Linked DNA regions of Pan troglodytes: region 2 is linked to region 1. A link is a contact called in public Hi-C data. All regions are on one chromosome and are shown on one strand. The core of a region is the stretch at or near the end of the contact, and the rest is flanking DNA. Distances in the headings are between cores, read along the strand shown.

Region 1 (4,761 bases), core at 1,945-4,444:
AAAATAAGGCCGGGAGCGGTGACTCACGCCTGTAATCCCAACACTTTGGGAGGCCGAGGTGGGTGGATCACCTGAGGTCAGGAGTTCGATATCAGCCTGGCTAACATGGTAAAACCCTGTCTCTACTAAAAATACAAAAATTAGCCAGGCATGGTGGTGGGCACCTGTAATCCCAGCTACTCAGGAGGCTGAGACAGGAGAATCACTTGAACCCAGGAGGCAGAGGTTGCAGCGAGCCAAGATCGCACCACTGCACTCCAGCCTGGGCAGTAGAGTGAGACTCTATCTCAAAAAAAAAAAAAAGAAAAAAAGAAAAGAAAAAGAAAAGAAAATTAAAAACAGATATTAGTTTTTCTTCTACTTTGGTCTTCTTTGACTCAAAAAATATTATCTCTTCTTTCCTAACCCTTTACAGCCATATTATGGGAAGTAGGTTTCCCATTTTTCTGAAGAGGAGTTTGAGATACCTGCATCTCTCTCACAAAATCATATACTACTGGAAATCTCTCTCTCTCTCTCTCTTTGAGACAAGGCCTGGGTGAGTCTGTCACCCACGCTGGAGTGCAATGGCACTATCTCCTCACTGCAACCTCAGCCTCCTGGGCTCAAGTGATCCTCCCACCTCAGCCTCTCAAGTAGCTGGCATGCGCCACCACATCCGGTTAATTTTTGTATTTTTTTTAGAGATGGGGTTTCGTCATGTTGCCCAGGCTGGTCTCAAACTTCTGGCCTCAAGCAATCCTCCCACCTTGACCCCCCAAAATGCTGGGATTACAGGCGTGAGCCACCATGCCCGGTCGAAAGTGCCATCTCTTTAGCATTCAAAAAAAGTATCTTAGGCCGGGTGCGGTGACTCACACCTATAATCCCAGCACTTTGGGAGGCTGAGGCGGGCAGATCACTTGAGGTCAGGAGTTCAAGACCAGCCTGGCCAACATGGTAAAACCCCGTCTCTATAAAAATACAAAAATTGGACGGGCGTGGTAGCATGTGCCTGTAATCCCAGCTACTCGGGAGGCTGAGGCACGAGAATTGCTTGAACCCAGGAGGCGGACATTGCTGTGAGCAGATATCGTGCCACTGCACTCCAGCCTGGGTAACACAGCAAGACTCCGTCCCCCAAAAAAAGTGTCTTCATTCATCTGAAATGTGTCAGTGTTACCACAGCGGGAACCGGCATTGAGAAAAATCAGGTTTTCTGGGAAAGACTTGGAGGTGGGAACTCAAGAAGTTATTCTCAAAACTGTGAGCTGGGAACCAAGACAGCGTGACTCAATTCAGCACCGTGGACAGAGCTACTGGAGCCCTCAGTACCCTGGACAGAGAAGCAGGCCGCGCATTCCCGGGGAACCGAATTCGCATCACTTGAGAACCCACCTAGAGAAGCCAGAGCGTTCAACTCCCCTTTCCCTCCCTTTTCTTCAGCCAGACCTCAGCCACTTGCTCCTGAGTCTTAGGAACAGAGGTACACGGAGCGAATATATTTTAAGTGTGCCACTAACAGCGGGAGATAAGACTTTTGGGAGGGGAGAATTATGTAAATAAAAATGGCTTTGGCTGATGTACTAGGAGAACTCTTGATAATTCTAAATTAGAGTCCTCAGTTGGGAGTCGGGCACTGCTAATAATATTTGTTAACGATATGTATTTTTTAGGCGGAGCAGCAAAGGGCCACTCTTGTCCTTTTTACCCCACGAAGTCCCACCTCCCATTCCTTACGCTCAAGTTTTCATTTCTTGGAGAGCACCCCGTAGGAGAGAAAGGGAAATAACTTCTGCAGTCTCTTGCTTTCCTCCCCATCTTCCCCTTCCCTACCCCCACTCATCCGGTCTCTCTGAAATACACATGTGCCCACATCCGCGCGTGCACACACACACACACACACAAACACACACACAGAGCCACAGCGTGAGAATTCCAAAAGGTTCTGCACACTCGGTGGAGAAGATTGAATTCAGAGCAAGCGGATGCCCCCGAAAGCAGGCTCTGTCCCTTTAAATGGGTTGTAGTGGTGGGGGAGGGGAACTGGCCGGAGCTGGCATTGTCCAGTTTGAACTGAACACCGGAAGTGAAGGGGCAGGGCCAGGGCCGTGCACTGAGACCCGGGCCATTGTCCATCTCCGACCAGGGCAGTAGCCACCCCCACTAGCCAGCCGTCTTTATCTCCTAGAAGGGGAGGTTACCTCTTCAAATGAGGAGGCCCCCCAGTCCTGTTCCTCCACCAACCCCACTATGGAATGGGAGCGCATTTTAGGGTGGTTACTCTGAAACAAGGAGGGCCTAGGAATCTAAGAGTGTGAAGAGTAGAGAGGAAGTACCTCTACCCACCAGCCCACCCAGTCCCTCTCTCAGCAGTGGATGGGGATGGGATGGGGGTAGGACGAGAAGGCAGCTGGTGGAGAAACAGCTTCAAGACTCTTTGGATTCCTCCTGCTCTCCTGGGAGCTTACCTGGGGCTAACTTTAGACACACAGGTTTGGAGGGAGGAAAGAAGGAAGAATTCTTTACAAAGAATCAATTAAGAGCACTTTCTCTTTTCTAACTGGGGGAGGCCCAGAAAAACTCTGAGTCAGAAACTCTGGGAGGCAGACATTCAGATGTAGTCAGAGGCAGACAGACTTTGGAAGGCAGCGCTTTGGTCAGGACAGATCAGCCCTGTGTGTCCCCAGCCTCTCCCCTGCTCCCCCATCCCGGGCTTCCCAGTGTCCAGAACTCCAGGTCTATCTAAGCACACGGGGGTGGGGGGTGAGAGCGGGTCAGCTCCAAGCAGCCGGGTCAGCTCAGAGGCCTGAGGGGGAAGAGAGGGGGAGGGGCGCTCAAGGGCTGGGGGAGGGGGAGGGCCCATTCATTTCTCCCTTGACAGGTGGTTTGTGTTTCTGATTGGCCAGCGCCGCCAGGCTCACACCTCCCTCCCCCAACTCTCTGGAATGTATAATTATCTGCGCGGGGGGTGGGGGTGGTGTATGTGTGTGCAGTCACGTGGTTTTAAAACTACCCCCCCCACCAGGTCCCCCACCTGTATCTGCTTTGGGGATCCCTACTGAGTCCAAAGTGCAGGATCCCAAATTCTGGGGTACTCAAGTCTTCTAGGGCAGACAGACCCATCTCCAGATGTGCGTGTGGGGAGGGGGTGTCAAACCTCAAGGTTCTGAGAAGGGACACCCCAGAGGTGTCAGAGACCGGAGTGGTGGGGGAGGGCCGGAGCTGGAGCCGGAGGGAAAGGGAGGGGAAAGGAGAGGGAGGGGAGGGGAGGGGGCTGCCCGCGGGGGGTTGGGTCATTGTCTTTTAGAATTTGGGAGCCTTTGAAAAGCCGTGGGCCCTCCCACCGCTATTGTGCGGGGGAAGATGTAGCAGCTTCTGCTCCGGACCAACCCTTTGCCTTCGGACTTCTCCGGGGCCAGCAGCCACCCGACCAGGGGCCCGGGGCCACGGGCTCAGCCGACGACCATGGGCTCCGTGTCCAACCAGCAGTTTGCAGGTTCGAGCTCGGGACTTAGCGGGGACACTTTAGGATTCAGGGGCGGCCAGGAGCCACGTAGAAGGGAGGTGGGGAACTGAGTCCTATGCTGCCCAAAGGACCCCAAGACGGTGCGGCCTTCTGCTTCATAGGGCCGTCTCTGGGGCAAGGAACCTTGGTGTCCCAGTGGCGTGCGCGCCAGACTACGTGGGTGGATGGAGGGGAGAGGCTTGTCCCGCCGTGAGTCTCTGGGAAACGCGTTGTGGGAAGAGGAGCAAAACTTTCGGGGCACTGCTGTCCCGGTGTACGCTAGGGGAACGCGGGAGGCGACCGGGATAGGTTTCTTCTCTTCTGTTGCTTGGTAGCTGACCCCTCCTGGCTGTCCACTTGTGGGGCTGGACACTCGGGTCTCCCTGCCTGGGGCCCGAGACGGCCCTCTGATCCCGTGCCCCCCAGCTAAGTGCCCGGCCCTCCCTCTCTCCAGGTGGCTGCGCCAAGGCGGCAGAAGAGGCGCCCGAGGAGGCGCCGGAGGACGCGGCCCGGGCGGCGGACGAGCCTCAGCTGCTGCACGGTGCGGGCATCTGTAAGTGGTTCAACGTGCGCATGGGGTTCGGCTTCCTGTCCATGACCGCCCGCGCCGGGGTCGCGCTCGACCCCCCAGTGGATGTCTTTGTGCACCAGGTGAGACTGATTCCGGTAACTTTGCCCAGGGAAGGGCGTCTAGGCGCCCATATCCACGGGTGGGCTCCGGGCTCGCAGTTGAATTGAGGGCCATCGGGAGCCCTCATTATACGTCCCTGTCTTTGCTTCGGCACCCCAATTCTGAGTCCCTGTTAACTATCTCGTGGGGGAGTAGTGGGAGGCAGCACCAATTATCAGCACCCCCGCCCCCTTCCGGGAACCCCTCCGGCTTACCACGTGTCTATTACCTCTTTCCCCTGGGAAGGGGCAGGGGGCAGGGAGGTGACCCCATGTGGCAGAAACTAAGGTTGTATTGTGCTTGCCGGTGGGGGGAGGGCGAGCAGGCCGGCCAGGGAAGCACATGCCGGGCCTGAGCCGGGAGCCCAGCTCCTCCAACGTCTGAATGGAGCTCAGAAGGCGGGAGAGAGTGAGGGCAACTGGCTACTGGACCCAAGGGGCATAAAGCCGAGAAGTCAGCCTCATCCCCTTTTTAATGCAGACCTCACCTGGCTGGTCACTAAAAACTGGGTTTGGCAGATCCCTGAAGGATCCCTGTGGGGGCTTGAAAGCTCAGGACTGGGGTCTTTGCTGTCCAGTTCCCGTGAGGAAGGAAAACCCAAAGA
Region 2 (4,436 bases), core at 1,067-3,566, 300 kb before region 1:
TCATTCCCATCTCTATCCCCTCCAACCCACATAGGCAACTATTTTTTTAGAAGTTTGGGATTTATTCTTCCATTGTTTACCTTTTAAATATAAGCACTTAATGTATATTTATCTCTCCATTACTCACATGTAATAGCATACTATAAACACTGTATGCACTTTGCTTATTTCACTTAATAAACAGATCACTTGATATTAGTATATGTTTATTAGTATATATAAGAAATCTTCCACATCTTTTTTTTTTTTTTTGAGATAGAGTCTTGCTCTGTTTTTTTCTTTTTTTGAGACAGAGTCTTGCTCTGTCGCCCAAGCTGGGGCGCAGTGGCTTGACCTCGGCTCACTGCAACCTCCGCCTCCCAGGTTCAAGAGATTCTCCTGCCTCAGCCTCCCAAGTACCTGGGACTACAGGCAAGTGCCACCACACCCGCCTAATTTTTGTATTTTTAGTAGAGACAGGGTTTCACCACATTGGCCAGGCTGGTCTTGATCTCCTGACCTCAAGTGATCCGCCCACCTCGGCCTCCCAAAGTGCTAGGATTACAGGTGTGAGCCACCATGCCAGGCCTCTTCCACATAGCTTTTCATGGCTGCATAGTACTTTATCCTGTGTATGTACTATAATTTATTCAACCAGTTCTTTATCATTAGACATGTGAGCAGTTTCCAATCTTTTGCTATTCATTAATGCCATAATGAACAGCCCTGTACATACAGGTTTGTTGTTTTGTGTGTGTGTGTTTGCCAGTATATTACTAGGATAGATTCCTCGAAATCTAGTACTTGATCTAGGGTTACTGGATCAAATAATATTGCTATATATTGCCAAATTTCCTTGTTAACTGTTATATCACTTTGTCTTCCCACCAGCTATGTATGAGAATGCTAGCCTTAGGTGTATTTTGATACCATATCAGATTGAGGAGGCTGCAGAGATGAATCACAGACAAGGTTCCTGCCCCTAGGAATTCTCAGTCCTCCAGGAGGCCTACAGGCTAAAAAAAACGACGTAACATAATAAGCAGGAGGCAGATTTACCTTGAAACTAATGAATCTTAAGCTTCAGAGTCCTTTACTTATAGGGACCCTTTCCAGTGTTCCAGATATGTGTTCACAGGGCCATTTTATAACATTTTTCCTCAGGAGGACACCCCAAATTATTTAAGTTTCAGGTCCCACAAGATCTAAACCCCCCTCACAGACTTAACAGTGAGCCTAAACTGGGGGCGAGAGTGGATTTCAAATCTCATCTGCAGCTGACTTAAGAGCAAGGGTTCCTATGATATTTAATGACTGAGACAAAATGAAAACGCTACTTTGATCGAGAGAGAGGTCCCTCCCCTGATTCGGATCAATAACCCACACAGGTAGTTAGCTGTCTACGCAGAGCCTTCTATATTTTCCCTCTACTTTTGAGGGCGGGAAATAAGTCTTGGCTGACACCAGTGTTTCCAGCAAACAGCTGAAGACTTGACACTTGGATGGCACTCAGGACAAAAATCTGAACAGATTACAGAACGGTTGTTGTTTTTTTTTTTTTAAGGGGAGGGTGTGTTACACCAGGAATGGGTATTCAAGGTAGACACATCTCAAAACAGACACTTCAGTGAGAAGAGGCAGAGGTGTTTCCTCACCTGTAAAAACAGGATAATAAAACCTACTCTTGTGGGGTTTGGTTAGGATTAAGCAAGATCATTTATATAAAGACCTAACCCAGTGCCAGACTCTCGGGAGAAGGGGCATAAAGGACAGAAAATAAAATGGGTTGATCTTTGAGCACAGCGACAGGGATTCTTTGTACATCGTGCCTTATAGAGCGAGCGCTGGGAGGAGGAATCATCACCCTGCTGAGAAGTAATGGGTGCAGAATAAATCGAGTAAGAAGGAATGGACTTTTCTGGCGGATGCTTACTGATCTAACAACTGGATGACTGACGAATGCGGTCCTAAGTGACCCCGGGCTGGCTGTGGGGCCAACAGCGTGCGGGATCTGACTAACAGCGTGTGGCAGCCGAGTGACTGCAGCAGCGGCGGGGACCCCATTGACTGTCCAGCCCCGAGAGCGGCAGGAGCGCGGTGGATCCTGGCTCGGACCAAGGCCTCTCCCCTGCGCCGACTGCAGACCAACCCTCCACCAGGAGCCTCGGTGGGGGGGGCGCTGCGGGCGCCGCAGCCAGGTGCAGGCGCCGCCGCGCCCTCACTCCCCACGCCGAGGAGGTGGCCCTGGCTCCCTGCGGCCGCGGCCGGGGAACAATGAGGCGCCGGCCTCTTTAAGGGAGATACCACCGCGCCGACGGGGCAGGGGACGGCATCCTCCCAGATGATCGCACCCAGCCCCGCGCCGCCGCCGCCGCCGCCGTCTCGGCAACTGCACCGCCCGCAAACATGGCTCAGTGACTCGGACAAAAGCTGCAGTCTCCCTCCCGGCGGGGCGGACGCCAGGCCTCCTTGGTCGGGCCGCACCTCCCCGCGGGCCCGCCAAAGAGCACCGCGCCCCGCAGGCACCCGAGACCCGCGCAGAAGATGCACCGGGCGTTCCACCCCAGCGAGCCCCGCACCCCAGCCCGCAGCTCGGTAGGTCGGAAGGGGGCGGGTAGGGGGAGGGGAGGCCGCCGCCGGGCGCGCGCAGCCCCAGGCCCGGACCTGCCGCTGCAGACCGTCCCCGGGGCCGCGGGCCCTGAGCGCCCGCTGCGGCTGGAGGGTGGCCGAGCCCCGGCGTGGCGTGGCCTCGCGGTTCCCGAGCCCGGCCACCCCTGCGGGGAGCAGCACCAGTGGTGCGCTCCGGAGCGCGCACACCTCCGACGACTCCCGGCTCCGCAAATCCTCGAGAGAGGGAGGAGGCGAGCGGAGCGCCGGCCGCGCGCCTCGTCGGTGGCGCGGAACGTCCCGGCTCGCGCTACGGAAAGCCGGAGGGGGGCGGGGCCGTCGGCGTAAGGGGGTGTGTCCGCGCGCACCACGGGGGCGCGCGCCGGCTGCTGACTGGAGGCGGCGGCAGCGGAGGCGCGAGCTGCCCGATAATGGCGGCCTGCAGAGCCCATGAGAGGGAGAAGCGGCAGCGTCTACCCTGAGGTAAATCTGGCCCTTCGGCGTGGCGGAGAGGTCTTGCTGCAGAGCCGACGGCCCTGCATGTGCCTCCCTCCCTGGGAGGCTTGTCACAGACCTGTCAGCGGAGTCATCCTGGGGAAGGCCCTGCGCTCCTCAGGCCACCGACCCCAGTCGCGGCCTCCTCTCATACCGGGGCCACCTCCCCCCGGCCCTCAGCCCCCAGCCCCGAGGAGTTGAGGCAACTGCAGGGCTGGCTCCTCAGAGCGAAGGGGCTCGGGAGGCTCCCCTCCGGGCTTCATCTGAGCACGGCCGAGGAGGGGGAGGGCCTGACACTTGGCCAATGAGCGCGGCCTGAGCCGCCGCGTCGGGCAACACCTCTGGCCGCGACTGGCCCTTCCCGGGCGCCGGCAGGTGTCTGGCCTGGCCGGCTCGCGTCCCAGCGCCTGGTTAGAGCAGCGGGAGCGAGGGCCCGCCACTTTCGGTCGAAAGTCACTTAGGTTCGCACCGGATGCATCATTGGATCCGGGATCCCACGGGTTTCATAAACACCCCTCTCCTCCCTATTCAGGAAGGTGCTCTTCCCCATGGGGACTGTACCAGGCTGGAGAGGACATGGCACTGCTTCAGAGACACGAACCACCTTGAGTGGATGTGATTGGCGATCCCCGTAGAGCAGGAAAGCTCGTCTGCTGTGCAGCCGGCGCAGAGGATTCTGTGGCAGGAAATTAGACACTAGGAAATTCAGTAGCGATTTGAAGGGTGGGTGTCCAGTTAGAGGAAGTGGGACTGAACACAATCTCAGAAGTCATTTCTTTTTATTAAATCTATCCTGTAGACTTGAAGTAGTGGATCCCAACTTCTCAGGCTCTAGGGTCAGTAGCCTTTTGCTTCCCCAGCTGTACAGAATAAATATTGTACAATCTCAGGTTACTTTTCTAGCCCGTGGTCACAATCTACAAATGAGAATTCGTTCATGAAGTTGGTTATAATCTAGAAATGCTTTGGGCACTGAGGAAGCCCACTTTAGACTTTCTCCATTCAACACATGAGCATTTCTGTGCAGGGCCTTTGCCCTCGCCTTTAAACCGTTCAGTAAGTTGAATTCCCAAGAACTCTGTCAGAGAGCCCCTTGATATGCAGGATCTTTGTTGGCAAAAATGACCTAGAACTAAATAGATATTGTTTACTCCAGCTGTCTTATGATTAGGAAAAAGGAAACATAAAAATTTTAAAATAGCTATTGTTAAATGACTACAAAAAGGTAACTGTATTCTAAGTATCCAAGTAGCTTACTTTATTTTTAAGTAAATGTTTCTGGCCGGGCGCGGTGGCTCACGCCCGTAATCCCAGCACTTTGGGAGGCCGAGGCGGGTGGATCACGAGGTCAGGTG

Evidence for each region. Hi-C and Micro-C count contacts between places; a contact is called where the count stands out from the background.
Region 2: a Hi-C map of stem cell-derived neural progenitor cells shows a contact between it and region 1, with 2.5 times the contacts expected there. The contact joins the promoter of PDIK1L here to the promoter of LIN28A in region 1. A contact is called at or near these places in 1 of 7 Hi-C or Micro-C datasets (stem cell-derived neural progenitor cells) and 1 of 1 datasets of contacts at active chromatin or transcription factors (stem cell-derived excitatory neurons).

Annotation. Positions count from the first base shown.
Region 1 is chr1:204,558,077-204,562,837 of NHGRI_mPanTro3-v2.0_pri, reverse strand. It overlaps LIN28A (lin-28 homolog A), which reads left to right and starts at 3,194. Exons shown (of 4, transcript XM_016956893.4): 1 at 3,194-3,478; 2 at 3,942-4,138. The coding sequence starts at 3,448.
Region 2 is chr1:204,856,744-204,861,179 of NHGRI_mPanTro3-v2.0_pri, reverse strand. PDIK1L (PDLIM1 interacting kinase 1 like) reads left to right here and starts at 2,316. Exons shown (of 3, transcript XM_001137143.7): 1 at 2,316-2,574.